Regions from separate parts of the Zea mays genome. Here regions 2, 3 and 4 are each linked to region 1. The links are chromatin contacts, called in public Hi-C maps. All regions are on one chromosome and are shown on one strand. Each heading gives the region's core, a stretch centred on a gene start, on an enhancer-like site or on the middle of the called end of the contact. The rest is flanking DNA. Distances are from core to core; before and after follow the strand shown. Region 1 holds the start of LOC103634793 (protein ABCI7, chloroplastic). Region 2 holds the start of LOC541812 (chloroplastic group IIB intron splicing facilitator CRS2, chloroplastic). Region 3 holds the start of LOC100284536 (surfeit locus protein 5). Region 4 has its middle 38 kb from the start of LOC107546754.

Region 1 (6,097 bases), core at 1,076-3,575:
ATGATGTTGGGCTTGCATTGGGCTGTAAAATGAGGTACTATTGGGCTGGCATGCATCGGCACAGCGTATTGCACCGTATCGTGAGCTAAACCATTCAGTTTTTTTATCTCGTTTCCCTAATACTTCGCGACATGCGTATCGGGATGTATCACCGTATCCGATATGGGTGCGGCACCCTCCCTGGTGTATTGGTGATACATAGAACTGCTACTGCATAACAACATAACTATGAGTGAAACAAAATTCAACAGTTGAGTAACAGCTAAATGTTTCTGTGGCTTTCTGTTAACTTTCTCTCAATTATTTTATATCATGTAACACCAAACATCTTATACAACTATCAATACTATATTATAGACTTCAAGTTCACTTAAATATATCCTAGACAAATATTTAATCTTAGGATGTCATATATTCAGTTACTGTGAAAAGCGAGCAATAGAAATATTTCTGGCACATGCTAACAATAAATATTTTTATGCCATGAACACATCAAATGTGTTATGCAATTCAGTTAAAATTTAAATCTATCCTAGACAAACATATAACACCAGGATGCCATATATTCACCTACTGCGAAATACTGAGCAATAAAAAAGTGTATGGCAGAGGCATGAAACTAGAAATCTATGCAATGCTGACCAGGTAAATGGCTGGAAGCCTGGAATAGACAACATTTCTCATGTAAGAACAAAACAACAAAAAGGAAAAAAGCTGTCAAATATACCTGTTGACTTTAATATTGCCATCAAATATGCTATTTCCTGTGCCACAAGCAATGCATTTATGGAGCTGTCGCGAGAAACCTCTAGGGTGATCAAGTATCAGTCTGCTATGCAGATCATGTATCTGCTTATTCTGAGACGTTAAGTGAAGTGTTGATAGTTCTGTCTCTGTCTCAGGACCTAATTGCTCGATATGGAGATTGTGTCTGTTCAATTTTGCTCCAGTGCTGACCTCAACAAACTCATACTTACTAGTTGTATCCTGAAAAAGAGAAAAAAAAAGTTTCACAACAAATAAGACTGATTTTCCCTGTTCAACTAAGCTTCACTGATCAATCCCAACCCAAACCAACTAGAACAGGCATGACTCCCCAACACCCACAATGACTATTAACAATAACAAACGGAGGCAACTATCTTGAGTCATAACTCATGAGGTAGATCAAACAATGAGATCTTGGAATGACAAATGCCCCCAGCTCAGAACCAATCTGAGTAACTCCAACATCTCTCTCCCATAGTTTGATCTGAGTTGGGTTCTCTTATCATCACTATCCTAACCCATTTCAAGAGTATATAACACTCAAACATTACATTCATAAGTACAATTACAGGTATCTTCCAACATTTATCTAAAATCAAGACTTACCTGCTGGACGACTGTCCATTTAGTATGTGCTGCAGCAAATGATTGATGTTGCACGTATGAATGAACCACTCTTGCGCCCTCGTCAATTATAATCTCTGCCACTGGATTGGCCCAATAGCAACCACCTTCTTCTCCAGCCCCAAAATGCTCCTCCACTATAGCCACCTCTGCTGACTTCTCGGCCACAACTAGAACCCTTGGATTTGACATCAGCATACTCTCAGCGAAGCTATTGGTATAGGCGAACATGATGTGTATTGGGTCGTCGGCCACCTTGACCCCCTCAGGCACGTGCACGACAACAACGTCCCTCGCCCCAACGGCGTTGAAGTCATAGAAGAGGTCCTTGTGGGCGAATTCAGCGGCGGCCGCGAGCGCGGCGGCGGCGCGGTCCCGGGCGCGGCCAGGGGGAAGATCGGCGAGGGCGCTGACATGGGCACCAGAGGAAGAGACGAGGATTCCATCCGAAAAGAGCACGTGGGAAGAGAAAGGGGAGGACGGCAGCTTGAGGTCGGGCTCCCTGGACGGGAGGGAGATGGGGAGGGAGCGGAGGTAGGAGATGTCAGTGAAGCGGAAGGCCTCGCTGGAACGGCGAGTGGGCCAGCGTGTGGAGAGGAGGGAGAGCGCAGAGGCGGAGCGGAGGGGGTCCAGGAGCGGGGAGGTGGAGGTCACCGAGTCCTCCAGCTGTTCGGCGATGCGTAGGACGAGGTCATCGGAGACGGCAGGCGCCGTGCGCGGCACGGAGGCGGCTACCGGAGCATAAGAGCGGCGGAAGCGAAGGAGAGGCGGCGGCGGCGCGCGGAGAGCGGTGGAGCAGGAGGCGGCGCACAGCGGCGACGGCGAGGACATGGCGTCCGCGAAGCTTCTCCTCGTCTGCCCAGTGGCTGCGGTGCGGACTGCGGAGGGCCCTCGTGGCCGTGGGGATCGGTAAATCCGAGATCTGACAGGTGGGACTCGGAACGAGAACTGACGGCCCGGCCTACTAATACAAAAATACAAAATATGGGCCGTTTTAGGTGCACCCGGGCCCTCTCTTTCTCTCCGTCCGCCGATACGCGGGCCGCGTGCTTCAGGAATCAGGAGACCATACACGTCCGTTCTAATCGTCCCCACGGGCGTCGGCGCGGCCGTCGGGGGCTTCGCCGGCGACGCCCTTCCGGTTGCGCGGGCCGTCGATTGCATCGGCAACTGTATAATGTATCTCACCCAAACGTAACGTCATGGATCCCGGCATAAACATTATCTGCATGATTGGTTGGCCGAACTCCTGCGTGCAGGCCCCGCGCATACGTTGACCGTAGCGTCTGAGCCTGCACGCGCAGGTGCAGGCTAGACCTTTATACGCTTATTAGCCTGTATGTGCGAGGAAGTAAGAAATGTCCGTATCAATCGATACAGGATTGCGTGAGTCAGACGCTAAGGCTACTGGCAACCAATCGGACCTTATGCTACTGTACCTCTGTTGCTGTTTTTCATTTGAATTTGTTTGCTCACCTAGGTATAATTTGGAAACCTCATTTTTCTAAGGCCTTGTTCGTTTGTGTCGGATTAATGGGTCAGAACGATTTCTAGCCGGATTGCTTCTCTAATTTATATAGACTTTGATTGGTTGGAACGATTCCGGGTGCAATCCGACGTAAACGAACAAGGCCTAAAGGATTTCTATTTTATAAAAAAATATTTTATTTTCTTTTAGGAAAATAGGAACCCTTCGCTAAAATAGAGTTCCTATGGCTAGTTTAGAAACCACATTTTATCAAATGATTTTCATTTTTAAGGGAAACTAGCCTTTAAAGATGGAATTTTCACGTCGCAGGTGCTGAAGCTGAACGCTGCGATGCTGTACTGCTCGATGTCCGATAAACGTTGCAGGGTACGCCCTTGACAGGTTCTCCTGGGAGTGGGACCTGGGCACTCCAGCCTGTTCACCAGAACATGGTTAGTGTTGCATTGACTCGCGCTTTGAGGATTACTCACACCAACATCCACATCGGTTACAGAACTGGTATACACTATTGTTACCGAAAGAGATATCCAATCCAATGACACATCACACATTGTAACTGATCACACCTAGGTAGGCTTGGTGTTGGACTCTGGAACGAAGACTTCTCGCTGCAGGGGTGTAAATTGTAGGAATATTATCCGTCTGTATTCGAATTCGATCTGTCTAAAAGGGTTGCGATCCGATCTGTATCTGATTCCGGGTATTTAGTATCCAATCCGTATCTGAATACTCAAAGACGTCGATATCCATTCAAATCTTATACGACACAATATGATAATATCCGTATCCGATCTGAATCTAAATAGAAAAATATAAAAATAAATATGGTACGAGTAATATTATCTGATCCTATTACATCCCTGCTCGGTCCGCAGGCCCCCTACCTTAATCCTTAAGTACGTGAGAAGTGGAACAGCGGCGCCGAAAGATGGTGCACAAGGTACCAAGTGCCACCGCACACGGATTCAGGAACCTGGCCCCGTAACGACAGAGCACGCACGCACAAACAGAAGCAACACTGAGAGGAGGAACAGTCTGTCTAGCTAGGATCCTAACGACTGCACCACACGACCAAGACCAACCATCTGCTGGCCTCTTCAGATCAAGATCATGCATGATGAGCTGATGGCATGCACGCTGCTCCAGATGCCCCCAACTATTCTTGTACCGCTACCGCATGGTGACGGCCCTAGCTAGCGGAGCCTGTCTTGTCTTCACGCTGTCTCCTTCCCTAAATTTTATCTCCTAAAGGTATATTTTTTGTCCTTTACAACACTTTCTAAAAAATTATGTACTCTATATCTTCTTCATCTCCAACAATATCCCCTAAATTCCATCCTCTATATCAACAGTGTACTGGATTTGACATTCTATATTATTTTTTACTATTCATCACCACGTGAGCATACAGACACAAAAAGGATCTGACACACATGTATAGTGTATAGAGCACCCTCTATAGATAGCGCACGCATGCCATCCTCTAAATTTTAGGGGACCTTTTAGAGTCTCTTGTTGGAGGGATAAAGGACCTGACCGTCCCCTACATTTAGAGTACAGGACCATTTACAGGTTGCTGCTGGAGTCAGTTCAGGGTCAATCGTCAATTCAAAATGCTATTGCAAGATTGTACTTGCCGTGCCGGCCCTAGGTAGCCGAGCTTGTCTTCGGCGATTGCCAACAGTGACGGAGCACGTCCAAAAATAAGGTATGGCGGTTGGAACCGGCCCCTACCCAAGGACACTCTCCCTACCTCGCTCACTCACAGATGCAAAGAAGATGAGCAGTAGTTTTCTCCGACGACGAACGCCTGTTTCTTGGCACTTTTATTCACTGGGTCTGGCAACGAATACAGAAGAGTATAGGAGCTACATATAGGCCACAGACTGCCAGGAGCATGTCTCCACGTTCGGCCTTCTTGCCATGCCGCATGACCCGCTCAACACCTCCGTGAGCCACCCACTCACCTGGAGACTCGGCATCCTACATGCAGATCGGCACCACGCACACCAGTACACCTCCTAGAGACCCGTATGTGACACACACGTACATACACGAGCTGCACCTAAACACTCTACGCGTTACGCACTCACGTACATCACACACATGATGTGTTTATTTTCCAACAAACTCCCCCTAAACACGACAAGTCGTGTTCCGCCATTACAGCAACGTCGGCTCGTCCTCCACATTGACAAGGAGTGCCTTCTCTTTCTTCTTCGCGCGACAGTCACGCGCCATGTGCCCCCGCTCGCCGCACTCGAAGCAGCGCCCGCGATAGTGTCTTTTGCCGCGCCTGCTCATGCTCGAGAGTGTGCTGCTGGTGTCGTCGTCACTATTGTCATGGTCATTACCGCCGCCATTCCCGCGACGCCCATTTCCGCCGCGTGCATGCTCCTTCCCGCGTTGTCGACGACGTGCCTCCCACTGCTCCTCCGTGAGCAGCAGTTGTTCAACGCCCTCCACAATAGCCTGCTTTGCGTCGTCGTTGTCTGCGTCCTCCGCCACGCGGAGTCGACCGACAAGCTCTTCAATCGTCGTCGTGTTGAGGTCGGTGAGCATCTCAATCGCCACGGCCACTTGCTTGAGACGCTTGGGGACGACGCGGTGGTCCTCCAGCGTCTCGCCCATCTCTCGAAGGCTTGCGACGAGGCCGTTGATCCGCAACGCGAAGTCACCGACGCTCTCACCATCGCGAAAGCCGACGTTCTCGTACTCTTTCCACAAGCGTTGCACGCTCACGACCTTCACCCGGTCATCGCCGATCCTCATCGACCTCACCGCCTCCCACGCTTCTTTCGTCTTCTTCTTCATGGCGAGCCCCGCCTTCATCTTCGGCGGCACTGCGCGCAGGATGGCGGCCATTGCCCGCCGATCCTTGGGACGCTCCTTGCACACGGTCTCCATCGCGTCCCACAGTTCCATCGCCTCTAGCGAGACCTTCATAACCAACGCCCACTCGTGGTAATTCGCCTTGGTCAGCAATGGGAGCTCAAAGGAGCTGCTGTTGATGACGCGCTCCATCGCGGCACTCGTCGAGCCCATGCCGTCGAACATGTTGAGGCCATCCTTTGCCAGCGGCGTCTCCATCCTAGCTCTGGTACCAAATGTTGGAACCGACCCCTACCCAAGGACACTCTCCCTACCTCGCTCACTCACAGATGCAAAGAATATGAGCAGTAGTTTTCTTCGGCGACGAACGCCTGTTTCTTGGCA
Region 2 (5,978 bases), core at 221-2,720, 280 kb before region 1:
CTTTTAGTTTGATATTGCACCATGATTTTAAAAGGAGAGCATCCTCATGAGTGTATAGAACATGCATAAAATTGGGCCTACTTACAAAAAAAAGTCCCATCAAAGGGCATAAATATATGCCAAGTTTCTTATATTGAAGACAGTATAAGAAGTAAATGATAACCACTTTTCAGTATTCACCAAGCAATATGTTCATTATATACGATCTAACTAACTAATAATAACTTGGAGTTTGTTCTTTTCAGTATTCACCAAGCAATATGTTCATTATATACGATCTAACTAACTAATAATAACTTGGGAGTTTGTTTTGCTAAAACTTACACAAAACAAGTTCTACAGAAATCAAATAAGACCGTCTTCAGCTGTTCACTCATATGGTCACCCAAAACACTGTTTTGCACTATACAGTGCATTCTTCGCAGGGTGGGGTTTGAATATGGGGATGGAGATGGGTAAGCTGCCGGAGATAGCCTAATAAAACTTGCAAAACTAATGATTGGCTGAGTAGAGATACATGAAGAAATCTCCAGGGATTCATCCCTCCAACTACCATACTCCAGCTCGAATCTAAGTTTAGGTTGCTGAACTGCAATAACTGAAATAGACTGACAACTACATAAAGAGTACAACCGAGATTGATGTCCAATTATACCAATACAAATATGCAATACACACCAGCATGGCAAAATGATTGCAATACATATGTTTCCTTCATCACTGTCAATCCCCCCCAAAAAAATTGGACCAAAGGCTTTCGCCTGCTTTATTAGAAAGTGTACTGCTGAAACCAAGATCTAACACTGCCGTTACCAGTTTACAAGGGCGCCATCAGTCCCCAAATTATGCAGTAAGGAAACTAAAGATGGAACACAGCATAAAGAAGGAACCTACTAGAATCTAAGCAGACACAATCCAGGTGATAAAGGTTTTAGTTACCAATTCCCAGAAGCGACTTGGACTGGATTGTGTTCATCGTAATCCCCTCCTCCGCCGCGATGCGATCCACCATCTCAAACCCCACCTAGTCAATGACACGAGCACGCGCACAAGGGGGGGGCGAACGAGAAGTGAGAATTACCACGTCCAAGTTGCGGGAAATGGGAAACGAAAGAACAAGTGTGGCGACGGTTCTAACATTGTGCCGCGTGCCGTAGTACTTGTTGCCTGGGTTGCCGAGGCCGGCGATGAGCCAGGGCGTGTATTCCACCGGCCCCGCCGCGGGGTCTGGGACGGAGGAGACGACGGTGAACGGCCGCGGACGGCGGATCCGGTGGAGTGGGGCGGTGAGGTTCTTGCGGGGCATGTGGAATGAGGGGAGGAAGGGTGCGGAGAAGTGGGAGGAAGTGCTGGGAATGGCCGCGGCGAGCAACGACATGGCGAACGGGAAGGCGAGCGGTCGAGAGGAGGCGGTAGCGGCGCCTGCGCCGAACCGAAACGATAGGAAACGCAGGGGCCAGTGGCCAGGGGATTTGGGTAGTAGCCTAGTAGGTCGGTCTGGAACTGTAAGAAGTAGAATCGCTTACGCACAATGGGCCTGGAGTTGGGCTCTTTTGTTTGTGGGCTAAACTGCTGGCAGATTATTCGTTCGTCTATGAATCCTGGACGTGTTGCTGGTCCGGTGATTGCGGTTTACTACGAGTTATTTGCCCGTTCGCCATTATCAAAGGCGGGCTTCTCCTGAATGCCATCATGGCAATGGGTTTCGCCAGTACACCATTTTCAAACAACGTTTCATAGGCAAAATACCATTTTATCGTCTTCACCAACCTGGATGCTAGCCTTAACGCTTTATCTGACAATTTTACCCTTTGCTCTTAACGGCGTTAACTGTACACGAACGAAGTTGGCGCCTTGTTTGACTGCACACGTCCAAAACTGCTCCAACCTTGGTTCAGATAAACTGATAAAGCATTCAGACTGGCATTCTCTGTACTGCTTCCGGGAATAAACTGATAAAGCACAAACTGACAAAAAAAATGCACACGTCCAAAATATTTTGTGCTTTCTAGCGCACAGTACAGAGAAGCACAAGAATCGGCAAAAAAAAATGCAGCACAGAAAGCAGCTAAGGTTTCAAACAAGTTTTCAGCACAGAAATTTCAGCACACCAAACAACACCAAACAAATGAAATTTCAGAGAAGTTCACAGTTCAAATGACCTCATAGATGTTCACAGTTTGGACTCACTAGTTTCATAGATGTTCAGACAGCAAAATATTAAATTTTACACACATTCGACTCATACAAAGAGTCACACAGTTCATACATTGATTTCAGACAAGTTCAAACAGACACATTTCAAACAAGTTCATTCACTTGCTGTCAGGTTCTTCTTCTTCCTTGGTGTCATTTTTTTTGCAGGCTTTGCATTCTTAATTGTTGCAAGCTTTGTTGGCGACACATTCAAATCTTTGTTGCTGCCAAGGTTGAAGTCAGCTTGCTCACTTGTGCTCTCCCCAAGCAACATAGCAAGCCCCCTGCAAAAAATTGAGTTAGAATGCAGTTGCAATTAGCTGCAGCACAGATAAGTTTACAACTAGTGCTGACCTTCTAGTCAATCTAATAGGGCTATCCTGCAATATTGTTTCTCTATTTGGTCTGATAGGACTTGATATGATAGCATTTGTCTCTTGCACATCTCTGTCTGCATTACCTGTCTCTTGCGCAGTTTGGTCTACAGCAGCATTTGTCTCTTCCCCATTTTGGCCTCTCCTTTTTGTTGGTAGTTTGGCATTCTCTCCATACTTAGTGGTATTCTTTCGAGGCTTCCTCTTCCTCTTTTTTGTTCCATTTAGCGAACACTTGTAGCTTGTTTCTCCGTGCCCTAGTTCACCACATCTTTTGCACTTTCTTTTTCCCCGGATCATTTGTTTCTTTGTCCCCCATTCAGCTTTTACAGCAGCCACCGTTGCATCTTTTTTGGGTTTTCCACCACCTCCACCTTCCAAACAACTTTTGATCCTAAGTTTTCTTTGTCTACCAGCAAACCTTTTGTCCAGTGGTGCGCCAACAACAAATGGCAAGTCCACTTCAGGCCATTGTGTTCTGTCAGGAAGTGGCTCAATCAATCTTGAGTATGCTTTCCTAAACCTCTCAACAGAATAATATTCATGCACAAAGTCTTCCATGTTTACATCTATTGTTTGTTGTGCTGTGATTAGAGCAAGAGCATGTTGACAAGGTTTACCTGTGTGCTGCCATTCCTCACAAGTGCAGTGATGCAAATAAGACTTCACCACATTCCTGTTATGGGTGCTACTGCTATCCAAAATCTCTGTAGAAAAGCAGTTAGCCTTGACAACAGATAGATGTCCTAATCCTCTAGTCCTTGCTTTTAATTGATGTATTATTGCAGGAAGGATCCTTCCACTAAGCCTTTCTCCAATAATTCTCCTCTTGTTCAACAATATGCCAAGGACATCCATCTCCTTTGCAATACCCAATGTACCTAGTTCGGTCAGTTTTTGCGATGTGGAGCTCAAATTCCTCATTTATAGCAAATTGGCGCATAGCCAATCTAAACTCTTTCATGTCAGGATACACTGTGCCAATACTCATGCTAGGCTTATCTGGGTCGTGCACAAACACTCTCTCCTCAGGTACATCATCATCAACTGGAATCGATGCGCCAAAACTATCATCCAAAAGATGAGGAGCTTCACCATCAACCCTCCCTGCCTCATTATCAACCCTCCTAGCATCACCATCATTACCCATACCATCTGCAGGAGGAGTCTCTTCATCAACCGTCAAGCCTAAGAGATTATACAACTGATCCTCATCTATTACTTCCAGCCTTCCCTCTTCATCTTGTCTTTCTACTATTTGAAGTGTGTTCCAATCAATATCGTCAATAGCAACAATTGGGTCAACAACAGCTAAAGTAAGCTCAGGCTCTCCATCGAGCCTAATAACAAATTTTAACGCAACGAAGTTAGTAGTTAGATGAAGTTAGCTAGAACTGATCTAATACATCTTAGCTGCAAACTATAGAAGGGACAGAGAACTTACATTGACACAGTATCACTAAAATTGGAATCCATGTTTACAAATGGGGACAATTTGATCCTATGCACTGCATCTCAAAGTAAATCATCAGTTAGATTGGAATCTAGTGTTGCATCTATGTTGTGGTAGCCAAACAACATAGCAAAACACCAGTTAAATTGATAACCTGGATGTAGTGGGCGGCGGGGAGGCCTGGATGGGCTCGGTCGGCGGCGGTGGCGATGCCTGAGCTCGGGCGACGGCGGTGGCAAGGCCTGAGCTCGGTCGGCGGCGGTGGCGATGCCTGAGCTCGGGCGACGGCGGCGGCGCGGCCTGGATGGCCTAGGGCTTCGGCGGTGGCGAGGCCTTGGCTCCGGCGGTGGCAGTGGAGAGGTCTGGGCTCCAGCGGAGGCGCGGCCTGGATGGCCTTGGCCGGCGGCGGTGGCGAGTCCTGGGCGGCGGCGGTGTCAAGTTCCAGATGGCTGCTGAGTTCAACAGAGGAACGGAGTCTCACGGTGCGGGTAAAAGAGTCTGGTAAATGTGTTGAAAAGTAGAAATGGCATTTTGTCTGTGAAACAATATTTGAAAATGGCGTTGTGGCGAAGACCATTTCCACGATGGCATTGGGGCGAAAGCCACATTTGATAATGGCGAACGGGCAAATAACTCGTTTACTACGGGTTTTCTTCCGAACGCATGATACTCCAATAGTTTTCTAAAAGACTCTTCTCTACAACTATTAAGACTCATCTGTAGACTGCTCCCGCTCCCTACCCGCACGCACAACTGCCTCCCGCACCGGACGCGCAGCCGTCCCCCGCACGCCCACGCGCCGCAGCCGCCGCGAAACCCCCGCTCCCTGCCCGCACCGCACGCCTAGCCGTCCTCCACATGCCCGCGCATCGCAGCCGCCGCGAAACCCCCGCTCCCTGCCCGCAGCCAGCCATCCCCTTCCCTTCCCCAGCAGCAGTCTCCAGCCGCAGCCATGGCCAAGCCACCGCCGCCCACCTCCACCTCCGACCCCGCGCTCCCCACCACTGCTACAACCACCTCGTCGGTCCCCAAGTCGTCGTCTCGCCCCTCCCCTCGCCCCCGGGGCCTCCTCGATCCGCTTGCAGCCTCCGCGCGCTCCCTCCTCGCCTCGGCGCGCCGCTCCCCGGTCACCACGCTAGCCACCGCCTTCTTCCTCCTCGCGCTCGTCATGTACGGCGAGGACGCCCGCACCATCGCCGAGCTCTCCATCGACGACTACCTCTACCCGGACGCCGACCTCTACAACGTCTCCGGCCTGCCGCCCCTCCCCTCGCCCCCGGGGCCTCCTCGATCCGCTCGCAGCCTCCGCGCGCTCCCTCCTCGCCTCGGCGCGCCGCTCCCCGGTCACCACGCTAGCCACCGCCTTCTTCCTCCTCGCGCTCGTCATGCACGGCGAGGACGCCCGCACCATCGCCGAGCTCTCCATCGACGACTACCTCTAGCCGGACGCCGACCTCTACAACGTCTCCGGCCTGCCGCCCCTCGCGCTGCCCCCGCTCACCTGTGACCTCTCCCGCAGCAAATGGGTCTTCGACAACGTCTTCGTTCCGGGGTACCATGAGAAAGACTGCACCTTCCTCACCAAGCAGGTCTCCTGCCTTGCCAACGGCTGCCCCGACGACATGCGGCAGTACTGGAGATGGCAACCCAACAAGTGCTCCCTCCCCACGTACGTCTTCCTTCTCCTCCAGATCGCATCTTCCATGCCCAGTTGGCCAGTTGTGTGATTCGATTGATTGGCAAGAAGGTCACGATCGTGGTGTCGCCGACGCCGTCGCCGTGGTGGGCGGAAGAGCCCGGGCGGCTAGCAAGCTGAGCCCGCAGGCCAAGCGGAAGGTGGTGACCGGGCTGGCGTCCCTGTTGCCGCTCGCAAGCTGATCAACATCGAACCAAGAGGAGGGACTCTCTCCGTCCGGCTCCAAAAAAGTTTTCCCTTTTTCCCCTCTAGAAGATTT
Region 3 (6,102 bases), core at 1,105-3,604, 450 kb before region 1:
CCTATGATTCTATCTCCTCCTTCATAAACTATTTACCCATAAAGCTATTAACAAATAAAGAAAAATTATAGTGGATAAACAACCAAACTGATATATAACCTTATGAACAGCAAGATACAGCTAGCACTGAGGTTAAATCATTCCACTGAACATTAACACTGCTACAACTTAGTGATACTCCAATGATAGAACAAACAATCTGTTAAACCATATGTGAATCGAGTGCATATTGTAAATAAAGGCAAGCAATTTTATCCTGGAATGATAAGATTAACCTCAATCATAGGATGGTGACCGCACAACAGATGAGTAGTAGTGTGCCTCTAGCTCCTTGAGGCTTGCTGCTGCCTCCTGCCCAATCCTCTCCAGCATTCTCTCAGTTCCCTCAGCTTGCTGACCCAGCACTTCGATCCTCCTATCCACATTCTCATTCAATGAAGCAAGCCCAGAAAAGATGGCTGTCCTCTTAAGTTCCGACACTAATTTCAACAGAGAGTCTGCTGAATGTACCTAAACAGAATAAAGACATAAGGGAATATCAGAAATTTCAAGTTCAAGAGTTGATACATGATTCTTCTTGACATTTTCACCATAGTCTAGAGTTCTGCTTTAGGTAAATAACTGACTGCATATGTCATACACAATTAAGCAAAACATTAAACATCACGTTCCTCTATAGCATATGGAAGGGGGCAAACAGTAATTCACCTGTCTTCCATTACGACGATGCCTATAGAGCCCTAAATAGGATCAATTCTAAGGTAATCATCTCTTCTTGTCATGTCTATAAGCTGTGTCTACTGTCTATCATGGAACATTGGTTCTAATTTCTAAATGCATGCCTTTAAATGAATTCCAGGTTCTCACGCCCCAGACCAGGTTTATCTTTCTGAGATAGTGCTATGTACATCTACACTTCTCCAGTTATACATAATCAGATCTTGCTTCTAGCCAAGTGGTACTTGTTTCAATAGTATCCTCGTTAATCTAGCTCCTTCATTTTCATTTGGGTGTTACCACATCCCCATGTCAGGTAACACCTATAACAGTATCACATTTTGCACTTCCACTTTCACATCACCATAGAGTATCCAATTTAATATTACAGACAGACATGCATCTTAGTATATTACTTCCGCTGATCAGACTTTTTTTTAACTTTGAGCAGCAATATTTATACCGATATATTACTATATAAGCTTAAATATAAGAGAGTTATACATATCATAAAGTTACTTTTCAGTTTTTATAATGCGTCTAGTCATGTGAAACTTGCGTTCTCAATCTATACAAAACTTCAGATACTGAAGGTCAAAGGCAAAAGAGTTTGACTTAGGACAGACCTAGAAGGACTAATATTTCACCGATCCGAGGAAGCATATCCTTTATGATTCTATAGCATGCCTATCTCAAGCAGTCAAGCTATAATAAGAGTATATCACCCAACAGCTTATATGTTGTACATGATATAAACTGATGACAGTGACAAAAAGAACAGTTGGCTGAATCCAACTCCTCCTTGTCCTGTAAATTAACTAGATTGGAGCCAAGTTGAGCTTGTCATAACTTAAGACCTGGAAGAAGCTCATGCATTGCTTTTATAGTATAGTACACTTGGAACAACTGTGCAGCCTTCTAGATTCCCATGCCCCAGCAGCATCACAAAAGTAAAGCAAAATTATTATTTCCAGACAAACGAGAAAGCAATAATCTGTTGCGTTTATAAGAATCAGACCATGCAATTACTTATCTCTCCTCTAACCCCAATTTTGGGCACTGCAAAGGCATAACAATCACGATGTTCTATACCAAAACGGCTTCGAAACCATGGTACATGTTTTTTTTGGGTGTAAAATATCCTCGCTCCAAAATTTTGCTAATGTATCATTGTATCTAGGAAATAACTAACTAGGGATGTCTGATTCAAACACAGTTTCAGAACCAAATCCGCTAACGATCGGTGGGCAGCGAGTAGGTCCATACCATGCGGGCGGCGCGCATCTCCATCTGGAAGGCCTCCTGCGAGTTGCGCACTGGCGGATCGTTGACCTAACCATGGCATTCCGAGCTAGGGTTAGTGCGGAGTGCTTCAGGCTGCCAGATTCGAGGGTGAACGGAGGCGCACGGACATACTCGGGCGATGTTGATGAGGGAGGAGAAATTGTCGACGAGGCTGGAGACGTCGGCGTCCGCCTTCTGCAGCAGCGACTTCTGCTTCTGCACCGCGGCCGCCGCGGCCGCGGCCGTCGGGCCCGGGGCCGAGCCGGGGCCGCCGCCTGCTTTGCTCATTGCGGGTGGGTGCCGCTTCGACCTGGCTGCCGCTGCGCCAAAGAGTCGCCAACCAGCATGGCATTGGGCATTGGCAGCATCCAGCATCCGTGCCAAAGAGTCGCCGCTGCTGGGAGCCTGCGTCGCCTGGGCCGCACCCCCACGCCATCGGCTTGGGCCGCCGCTGAACCTAGTCCCCTTGGGCCGCCGCTGCCCATTGGCAGCTGGGCTCTGGCCCCTGTTGCTGGCTGGCTGCTGGTGGGCTGGCCTATCCTGATCGTCCATCGGCTTTTTTTTATCTTTTTTCCTTTTCTGATTTTATGCAAGTCGTATTGGTTTCTAGGGACTAATTTTTAATCTTATATTTTATTCTATTTTAGTCTCTTGCCAAATATATTTATATTTAGCAATTTAAGAACTAAAATAGAATAAAATAAAGGGACTAAAAATTAGTCCGTAGAAACCAAACGCCCTGTTAGTTCCAAAACATAATTTCCTTATTTCATGTCCTTCATAAACTTAGGCCCTATTTTTACACTTTAAATTATATAATCTAATTAAATAAGTTAAAAAGCAAATAAACATCGTAGATTACAAGGTGAACTATATAATCTAGATGCCTAGATTACGATAATCCACAAGTAGATCATTAGATGCTTATATAATCCATAAGTTGGATTATATAATCCTAGAAATAAATAAACAAGACCTTACTATATAAAACCAGTTTCCGTCATTACCGCTGACCACATTTCGCCTCAACCAACACAACACATGCACAACAACAATTCATGAAACCTATGAGCACAAGTCCACAACTTAACTCAAAGTCAATCTAAACAACACACTCCCACGAGTGTGTTTCAAATTAATGTCAAAATCATATATTATAACATATGAATAATGTCCAAAATATGCTAATCACTTTGCCAAGCCAATCTAACGCAATGTTTCATCATACGCGATTTCACAGTTAAGTATGAGTAACTGATCTAAATAAAAGCAATATATACGTACATTTCTCCAAAGAAATTAAGAAACATATAAGACCTTGTTCGTTTCTGTCGGATCGGTGGGTCGGAACGATTCCTAACCGGATTGCTTTTCTAATTTATATAAACTTTGATTGAGTAGAACGATTCCAGGTGCAATCCGACACAAACGAACAAGGCCTAAATATTTGATCTTCCGTTTGCTCTGCCAAGCTCTGCAGTCTTCCAGCATGGCTGCCGTCTGCGCCTCTGTAATGAATAACTGAAAACTGAACAACAGCAGAAGATGATGTAGAAAAGAGACATATACATTACTAGTTACATGCCCGTGCGTTGCGACGGGAGTAAAAAATAGATACAGATCGACAGGCATCACTATGATATACAAAATACAGACAAGTACATAGCTTCTGTTCATAATCGTTTGTGATGGACGTCAAATAGCAAAATCGACTATAGAAAATGTTGGATCCTTTTCCCTTTCACAAACTATGTCTTAACAAAGTTTCAAGTCACATGCACTGCATGAGAAAAAATAAGTTACCACAGAAAAAGATGTTACAAGCATTATGCCATTGTAGACCTTATACTCGGACAAGAACATCACAAGAGAAGCAGAACAAAGCTACACGGCCAAGATCCAGAAGTAGACAATCCTCGTCGAGCTTCCATCGGAAAGTTGATCACTATACCAAACTTTTAATTCTTTGTATCATCATTATCCTCTTCCACTTGATCGACAACACGAGCATCCAACACTACGCTCGCTGCCCAGACCAGCAGCTTTGCACCTTCTTGAATCAAGCCCTGCAAGCTGCAGCTCCCTGTTGCTCAAACCTGCCCATGAAATCATCAGAGCACTCGCATGGCAGATAATTTCATTAGGTGATTTAATTAGAATATTCTCAAAGCACATTCTATTCCTTGATTTCTAGATGGCCCAACATATGGCCGAAACGGCCACGATATGAACATGTTTGGTTTGTGGCACAAGCTTCTCCAACCACAACCAGCACTGGTTCACATCAGAAATGTATGGTCCGGTTGCATTTTGGATACTATAGACTTGAATGCTTAATGGCCTATAACTAAGAAAATGTTTAAACTGGTACGATTCTGAATTCAAATAACATAGGTGCTTTTATACAACCACCTAAGTCTAGTACACTATCACAGAACTCCATAAATAGCACCTTGAATGAACTTAGAACATGCTAAAATGCACAGATATGATTATCAAATTTCCTAAGCAAAAGTACATTCATTACCTAAAAAGAAATGAAAGTCATAATATCACTAAACTACCATAATTGCATGTTTAGTAATAACATTTGGCACCAAGTCTCAAAAAGACCAATTTACAGAAACTGAACATAAGATAAGAATACATACATTACACGGGCTACTTTGGACCATGTCAACCACTTCCTGATTACTAAGATGTTCCCAGAGTCCATGAGATGCAAAAATGATGAACTTATCAGTTGGTTGTATTTGGTGGACAGTAATTGCTAGATCAGAACTAAGAAGTGGTCTCCTAAAAGTTTCCTGAAGACGAAACTTGTTGTGCAAAGGTTCTCTATTAAATTCTGGTTTCTTCATATACACATCTCCTATTGACCTTATTATCTGCAACACATGATCATAGCATGTGAGATGCAACCTGGAAGTAAATCAATTCAACAAGCAAGATTGCATGTCAAAATCTCATATGCATTGGAACCTTATTTATGTTTATGAACAGTAGAGAAGGCAATACGTTAGCTCCGAATATACGAAAATCAAGTTGTGAAAAACACCAAGCAAGTTAAGTACGAGCGGTTCGGTACATCAGCTATCCACAACTATGTGACCAACATTTTCACTCATGTGGGTGTAAAACAGAGGTTATCCATAGTTACAGAAAGTGGAAGGAAGTATGACCAACCTCCTTCAGCTCCATGCCTGGAAGAGGGTCGCCTTCTTGGTCACATGGTTGGCAGCTCAGTGACTTGTTCCATTTCCCTGTAATCATTATTTTGAGTTCTTCCGCTGCACTGTACACATACCCATCTACCTCATACCGGCCAGCCCTGAAATGTTAGGGTAAATTGAGACAAGCCTTGACAAAGCAATACAGACCGGACTGAGCAAACTATATATATACAAGGCTTCAGTTGAAGAATCCCCAAATTTGGCTCTGCCCTTGGCTAGTTTGATCAACACAATACAACAAACTGAATGGAAGAAAACAAAGCTTACCTGTTGCAAAATAAAACAAAACAGTAAAATCACTTGAGACTTCAGAGTTGAAACAAAACCTATATTCACATATGTAGCACCGATGCATATACAAATACCTTTATCAGAAACATGAAGATACGTGAATACATTATTTTCTCAATAAAAGTCACGATAGAATCCATGCAAGTTTTTTTAGAAATAAAAAAATGATGAGGCATACTACAATTCTAAAAGCAGCTGCAGTGCAGCAGGTACATTCAAATTGCCCCCACATTCTTGAAACTGTGCAGTCTAGACAGAAATGCATCAATAGCAGTAAAAAAAATAACAGAACGAGCGCGGCCACGCCTACTCCATCATAAATCACAGCAGCCAAGGCAGCATTACTACATTGGGTACATATCAGAAGAGCACCTGGGAGATGCGTACGGACACGATCTGCTCGTCCCTGGCTGTGTCCCGCATCGCCTCGAACGTCGATAGCAGTCCTGTCACCCCAAGAGCACGACACACATCACATCAGAACTCGGGATTGGCACTGCGCTGGAACGAGGATCACAGTTGGTTTTGATGTACGTACCTCCGTTGCTCTGGAGGTTGGTGTGGATGGCAGCGGCAG
Region 4 (5,935 bases), core at 1,755-4,254, 430 kb after region 1:
AGCTGAATGCCCGTGCGTTGCAACGGGAATATATAATACCAGTATACTACGATAACTTATATACAAAATATGTGTTATACCGTTATGAGAAAATGTTTCATAATCAATTTGTGATTCTGGCCATACATAATTTTTGTTATTTATAATCTATCTGTTTCACCACTACATTGCAACCATCAGTATCATGCAGACTTTGATATATATCACGATTTGTATGGTCTCATTATTGGAGAGCACGTTTCACACATACCCGAAGAAATTCTCTCGTACATCGTTAGTCATTGGACACGTACCACCATACGCTTTTGCTTAAACAAAAAGGTAAGTGTGTGTTTGCAAGACTAATGGTTAAACATCGTATAACCACAAAGTTAGAATACTATATTAAAGTATCATACGAGACTAACAAAAAGGTAAGTTAGAATAAATTAATCCAATAGACATAGATTAACCCAATTAACATAGGATAAATAAATATCTAATTATAAAAGTATGAAACATGGTATAATCAATGTTGTTCCTGCGTAGTAAATATTCATACGAGACTAACACAACTGGAACGATTCAATTTGGAATTAAAATGGGGAAGTTACAAATTTCCAAAGTTTCTATGTATTTGATATAGGATTAATTAGGAAATCAATTTTATTGTTGTTTTTATGACAAAACAGAGGTATTATGTGATAAAAATAATATTATAGAATTATAGAAATTGGAATGAACTCATTTGGATTTAATATGAAATTTCCATGAATTAAATGGGTTTCTGCAATTATTTTTAAACTAAAAATCAATTTCTAAACTCCTTTTCCCTATTTTCTTTATTTTCTGGACTGCGTCCCAAATTCCAGAAAGATCAGGGGCCAAGCTATAAATGTTTTTCTAGACTCAGTGAACATACAGAGTGGACGGTGGGTTAAACACAAAAGACGTTTTAGTTGAAGTTGTACACAATTCAACATGAGTCATGTTGGCTAGAGGGTGGAAGGCTAGGCATTCTACTCAATAGATCCAAGGTTCGATCCCTAGTCAGCCACGGTTTGATTTTTTTTTCTGCGCGCGGAAAACTGGTGAGATCGCAGAATAGCAGAACACAAAAAGGCAGGCTACTATTGCTAACTTAATAAGTAGTAGAGATTTAGAGCGACATAAAAATGCGCAACCTAACGTTCACATGTATTTCAAATAATTTTCTGCTATTTACTACTGGAAATAAAGCAAAAAAATAATACTAAAATTAATACATGAACATAAGCACATTGAGCGTAAAAGGTATTTCCTTATTTTAAAGCATGTATTTTTTCTACTAATTATTTACTGCAGGAAATAATTAATTAATGTATAAACTGTAACTTTAAACATGCTTTATTCTTATTGCTATTTGCATCAGGAAATAAATAGTATAAATAATATAGAGCATGCAAAAAATACTAAAGTTGATTAATTCAACAGGAATTTATGAGAATTAATGTCTGTTGATTCGCCACTCGCCAGGGGAGGACTCGCCAACTGCGTAGCTGTTTTAATTTGACCGAGTTGCATGCATGCATGGCCCTTGCATGCAACCATGACTCGCCATCTGCTTAGCCGTTTTGACCGAGTTGCATGCAACCATGACTCGCGCTTAATCCTGGCGTCTGAAACTAACTACCCTTTTCTGTTGCATGCCGCTATAGGGGCACGTGCATGCAGACTCGGTCGCTGCAGGCAGCTGCGCCGTCAGCTCAGGCGCCGCAGAGCGGTGGCTGCTGTACGCGCGGGCGGGATCCATTCGTAGGGACGACCACCACCGCTACATGTTTTCTTGCCGTGGCTTAGGCGCATTACACCATGACAGCGATGGAAAGATCATCGCACATAATTCGTAGCCCGTGCACAGCAGCAGTCAAGAACAGTAAACATACCGTTCGATTGTGTAGAGGGAGAATCGAAGCCTGTCGCGTAGGACAGTTCGGCTAGGCCGGAGGACCTGCCGGCTTGATGAAGAGTTGATGCAGATCTGATCCACAGCAACGTCGAGGTAGAGCGTGCTGATAACGTATTGAGAACTACGTTACCACGGATCACCAGATCCGCTCCCTTTTCTCCTGTCAGCAGTAGAGGCGCAAGAAGCTGTAGAGGACCCGTCTCCCTTCCCATAAACACGACAGAGAAAACACATGAGACACAGGATATAGGGTTGGGCCTCTGGCCTATTTCTGATCTGTATTATGAGGGGGTGTACATGTTCCATATATAGAGATGTGAGACCCCTCAGGGCAAAGCAGGTATTTGCTCACATAACCCTAACTAGGGTTACTTAATACAGACAACAAGTTGCGACGAAAAGCTGGAGCGGGGGGAATCATCGTCGGTACAGGCACAGGAAGTCAGTGTCAGGAGGCAAGCGGGCCGGCAAGCCGAACAAAGATGTTGCATGTACGACACGGCCGGGGAGGGAATGTGGCGGGCGCCAAGAGAACAAGCCGAACAAAGCCGAACAAAGCCGAACAAGCGGTGGTCGGCGAGCGGCGGGACTGGGGCTAGGGTTTACTGGTTTAGTCGCCAGTCGCCAAGAGAAGGAGAGAGACCGAGGGAGACTGGGAGAGTGGCGGCCGTGTGCCAGAGCGAGTGAGTGGGGGATTGAGATTTGGGCGGCAGGCGGCTAGGGTTATGTTGTCTCGGGCCGGTGCCGTGCCTAGCCAATATCCGGACCAGGCTCGTGCTGGCACACGGGCTACTACATCAGCCCAAGCACGGCACGGCTGGCGTGCCGGGCTGGCCCGAGCCCATTTTGTTCCGGGCCGTGCCGTGCCCGTGACGGGCCAATTTCGTGCCGTGCCACGGGTAGCCCAGTCGGCCCGGTCCGGATGGACATGTATAGATCCAGACAACAAGTTGCGACGAAAAGCTGGAGCGGAGGGAGGGACGGGGAATCATCGTCGGCACAGGCACAGGCACAGGCACAGGAAGTCAGTGTCAGGAGCCAAGCGGGCCGGCAAGCCGAACAAAGCCTCCTTCCCTGTACGACACGGCCGGGGAGGGAATGTGGCGGGCGCCAAATCACACGAGGTGACAGCGACGCTGTTGTGTTGTTGCCTGTAGGCGCCTCCAGCAGACACCCAACCCCAAAACGTGCCGCGCGTGGTGGCACTGGTGGTCCAAACTGCAGCCGATGGGCGCAACTGCACTGCTGCCTGCTTGGATCGGAACAAGACGCCTTTTGCCTCGACGGCGTCCTCTTTTTTTTGCTTGTGCGTGCGTTGTGTTTTACATACACGGATCACGCCATGCAATTTGCGGGCATCCGTCTGCGTCCAGTGTGTCCACCACTACGGTGCCGGTTTGGAAAACCAAAGGTCTGGTCTGGTCTGGATGGCCGCTTTTTCTCGTTCACACACATCGGCCCAGTGGGTATAATTGATGACGGCTTGCAAAAAACTGCTACTACCGTGGGCCCTAATCTTGTTACTCCGGTGGGCTTCAGACCGTATGCGAGCGGCCTGGCCTGGCCTGGCCTGGACCCAGCACTCGCCAGCCATCCGGCCCCCGCGTATGTGTGGTCAACACGTCGGTGGCTTGTTAATTTCCCCGCCGGCAAGTACGTGTTGAGAACTACATTACCACGGATCACCAGATCCGCTCCCTTCCCTCCCGTCAGCAGTAGAGGCGTAAGAAGATGTAGAGAACCCGTCTCCCTTCCCATAAGCACGACAGAGGAAACACACGAGACACTGGATATAAGGTTGGGCCTCAGGCCTCTTTCTGATCTCTTTCTGATCTCTGTATTATGAGGGGGTGTACATGTTCTTTATATAGAGATGTGAGACCCCTCAGAGGCAAAGCAGGTATTTGCCCACATAACCCTAACTAGGGTTACTTAACACTCCCCCTTGGGCGAATACCGCGACCAACACATGCCTCGTTAAAACTCCAAGAAAAACCCAGTGGGAAAAAAAATATGGAGAAAGAGTGCATGGTGATACAAATTTCATTTGCACGTTGTTGCCTCATTAAAAACCTCATGTGAGAAACTTCAAGAAAACTCACCAAGGGAAAAAGAGTACAACAACTGTCATCGTGACAGATTTCGATCCTCTAGGATCTAGATTCTATCAAATCTTCTACAAGGGCTAACTTTAGAAATGTGCTCCCCCTGATCCTTGTAAAACTGTATCAATAAGGCAAAACATCTTCTTCTAGAAGTATATGAACATAAAGATTTAGCAAACGGATTGCATATCCTTGCAAGGACTATTTCAGGAACTTTACCTCTACACACTTCTAGGATATACGAGGTAAGTGCACGTATCAATATAAATAAGCCACTTTGACTTATGGTGTTCGATCGAGTAGATCTATAAATTTGATAGAAAGTTCCATAAAGGTTCACATATTGATCATCAAGCTCACGCCTTCAGGGCATAGAATATGACATTTATTGTCTCACGGTTGTGATCAATATAAGCATTTGCTCCCCCTGAAGATGACATATGTCAAAGTCGTTATCCCTCATAACTCAAGCATATTCTTCAAGTTATATGTCTCATTGTTCACCTGGAATAACGAGAATGGATGAGGTTGGGGTGCTATCATTTTCTATCTTACACCACAATTTATACATAGTTGTGCAAAGCAAATAACATGTCCTTCAATAGGACTTAGGGGATAATATAGTTGCAATAGTACATATTCTAAATATGACACATCGCTCGAGGCCTTCATCCATTGCAACATCTATGATGGTGTAACAAAAGTCCATCAAAGATCATAATCCGTCAGGGATTTTTCATCGATCAGATACATCGTTATAGTCTGTCATTCTGGCACAATGGGGATATTTTGCCAGTAACACCTAAACCTTATAGGTTTCTGCCATCAAGGCTTTAGAGGATACTGTAATTCCACATCTAGTGGAAATTGCCATGAGTAAAAACTCATGGGATGCACATGTGCTTATTCGGTGAACCTCAAGTCCTTTGGTACCTCATCTTATTCCTTTTCGGGTCTGTATGGGTCTTTATCCCTTTATACGGATTATCAAACTTTGGTGTTTAACACAGACTTTATTTCTTCTAGAAAGGTTCCATCAAGGAACTATAATCTCATCTAGGAGATATTCTCTCTACATAGGAGAGTGATCATTCATCAGGAATGTATTATCTAGTACGAGATTTATATGTTGCATATTTATAATTCAAAGATATGAGTCCTTGTAGGATCTCATGAGGATCTTCAGAATCCTATTAACTGCATATTTTAATCATGCCATTTGCCAGATATATTACATAGTGGAACAGTGTTTATTCAACACATATGTGGGATGGGTCTCTCACAAGACCACTTGAACCATCGCATTCACCACACATTATTTCAATAGTGCCCATAATGTCCGAACTTCAAGCTCGTGACTTTCAATTTGCGATTATTGGTTCGGCCTCGATTGCATTTATCAATGACCCGATAAGAGAGCTTAAAGAACTCATGCCTAGGACTTTGTTTTGGATCCATTTGCAATCTAGAGGGGCGAGATAGGTGTCGACATATTTGTCTCCCACATTTAATAATGATCTCTGTTATTTCCCAAAACGAAAGATTCATTGTTCCATATTCCCAGCACAATGATATTGCGCGCATTGCTAGGAACTTCATCATCAAGATGAACCTCTTCGTGAGGCAAATCACCCGCAGGGCGAGTTCATCGGAGGAGAGTTATTACAGACCACGTGAATCTGCAATCAGAACATATGCTTTGACTAAGGCCAATAAATCATATTCGCAGGCGTCCCCGAGAATAGATCAAATGCCAATAAGTCAAATGTGGATATGATATTAATCCCGGGTATATCCACATCTACATCAGGTAGAAGCATTCAAACCAATATGGTTACTCCTCAACGATTTCTGGCAAACTCCATATACACAGGAGTACACTCCGAACGATGGGTTCAGTTTG

The links. Hi-C and Micro-C count contacts between places; a contact is called where the count stands out from the background.
Region 2: a Hi-C map of ear shows a contact between it and region 1, with 5 times the contacts expected there. The contact joins the promoter of LOC541812 here to the promoter of LOC103634793 in region 1. A contact is called at or near these places in 9 of 25 Hi-C or Micro-C datasets (bundle sheath, ear, leaf and 3 more) and 1 of 3 datasets of contacts at active chromatin or transcription factors (leaf).
Region 3: a contact with region 1 is called in a Hi-C map of tassel, with 2.2 times the contacts expected there. The contact joins the promoter of LOC100284536 here to the promoter of LOC103634793 in region 1. A contact is called at or near these places in 2 of 25 Hi-C or Micro-C datasets (ear and tassel).
Region 4: a contact with region 1 is called in a Hi-C map of bundle sheath, with 3 times the contacts expected there. The contact joins the enhancer-like site here to the promoter of LOC103634793 in region 1. A contact is called at or near these places in 5 of 25 Hi-C or Micro-C datasets (bundle sheath, ear, endosperm and 2 more).

Annotation. Positions count from the first base shown.
Region 1 is chr8:12,726,359-12,732,455 of Zm-B73-REFERENCE-NAM-5.0, reverse strand. LOC103634793 (protein ABCI7, chloroplastic) reads right to left here and starts at 2,325. Exons shown (of 3, transcript XM_008657384.4): 1 at 1,375-2,325; 2 at 728-987. The coding sequence starts at 2,223.
Region 2 is chr8:13,006,618-13,012,595 of Zm-B73-REFERENCE-NAM-5.0, reverse strand. LOC541812 (chloroplastic group IIB intron splicing facilitator CRS2, chloroplastic) reads right to left here and starts at 1,470. Exons shown (of 9, transcript NM_001111493.2): 1 at 1,139-1,470; 2 at 940-1,024. The coding sequence starts at 1,378. It overlaps LOC103634796, which reads right to left and starts at 4,206. Exons shown (of 2, transcript XM_020542735.3): 1 at 2,551-4,206; 2 at 2,119-2,480. The coding sequence starts at 3,494. The coding sequence ends at 2,312.
Region 3 is chr8:13,178,757-13,184,858 of Zm-B73-REFERENCE-NAM-5.0, reverse strand. LOC100284536 (surfeit locus protein 5) reads right to left here and starts at 2,354. Exons shown (of 4, transcript NM_001157431.2): 1 at 2,134-2,354; 2 at 1,984-2,049; 3 at 276-510. The coding sequence starts at 2,289. The coding sequence ends at 277.
Region 4 is chr8:12,296,955-12,302,889 of Zm-B73-REFERENCE-NAM-5.0, reverse strand. No RefSeq gene overlaps it. Among protein-coding and RNA genes, the nearest start is that of LOC107546754, 38 kb to the right of the region's middle. Within about 2 kb of position 3,004, at least 18 of the 20 cell types and tissues checked have an H3K27ac peak or open chromatin away from gene starts, as enhancers often do. A contact at or near this core is called in bundle sheath, ear, endosperm and 2 more, where this site is marked.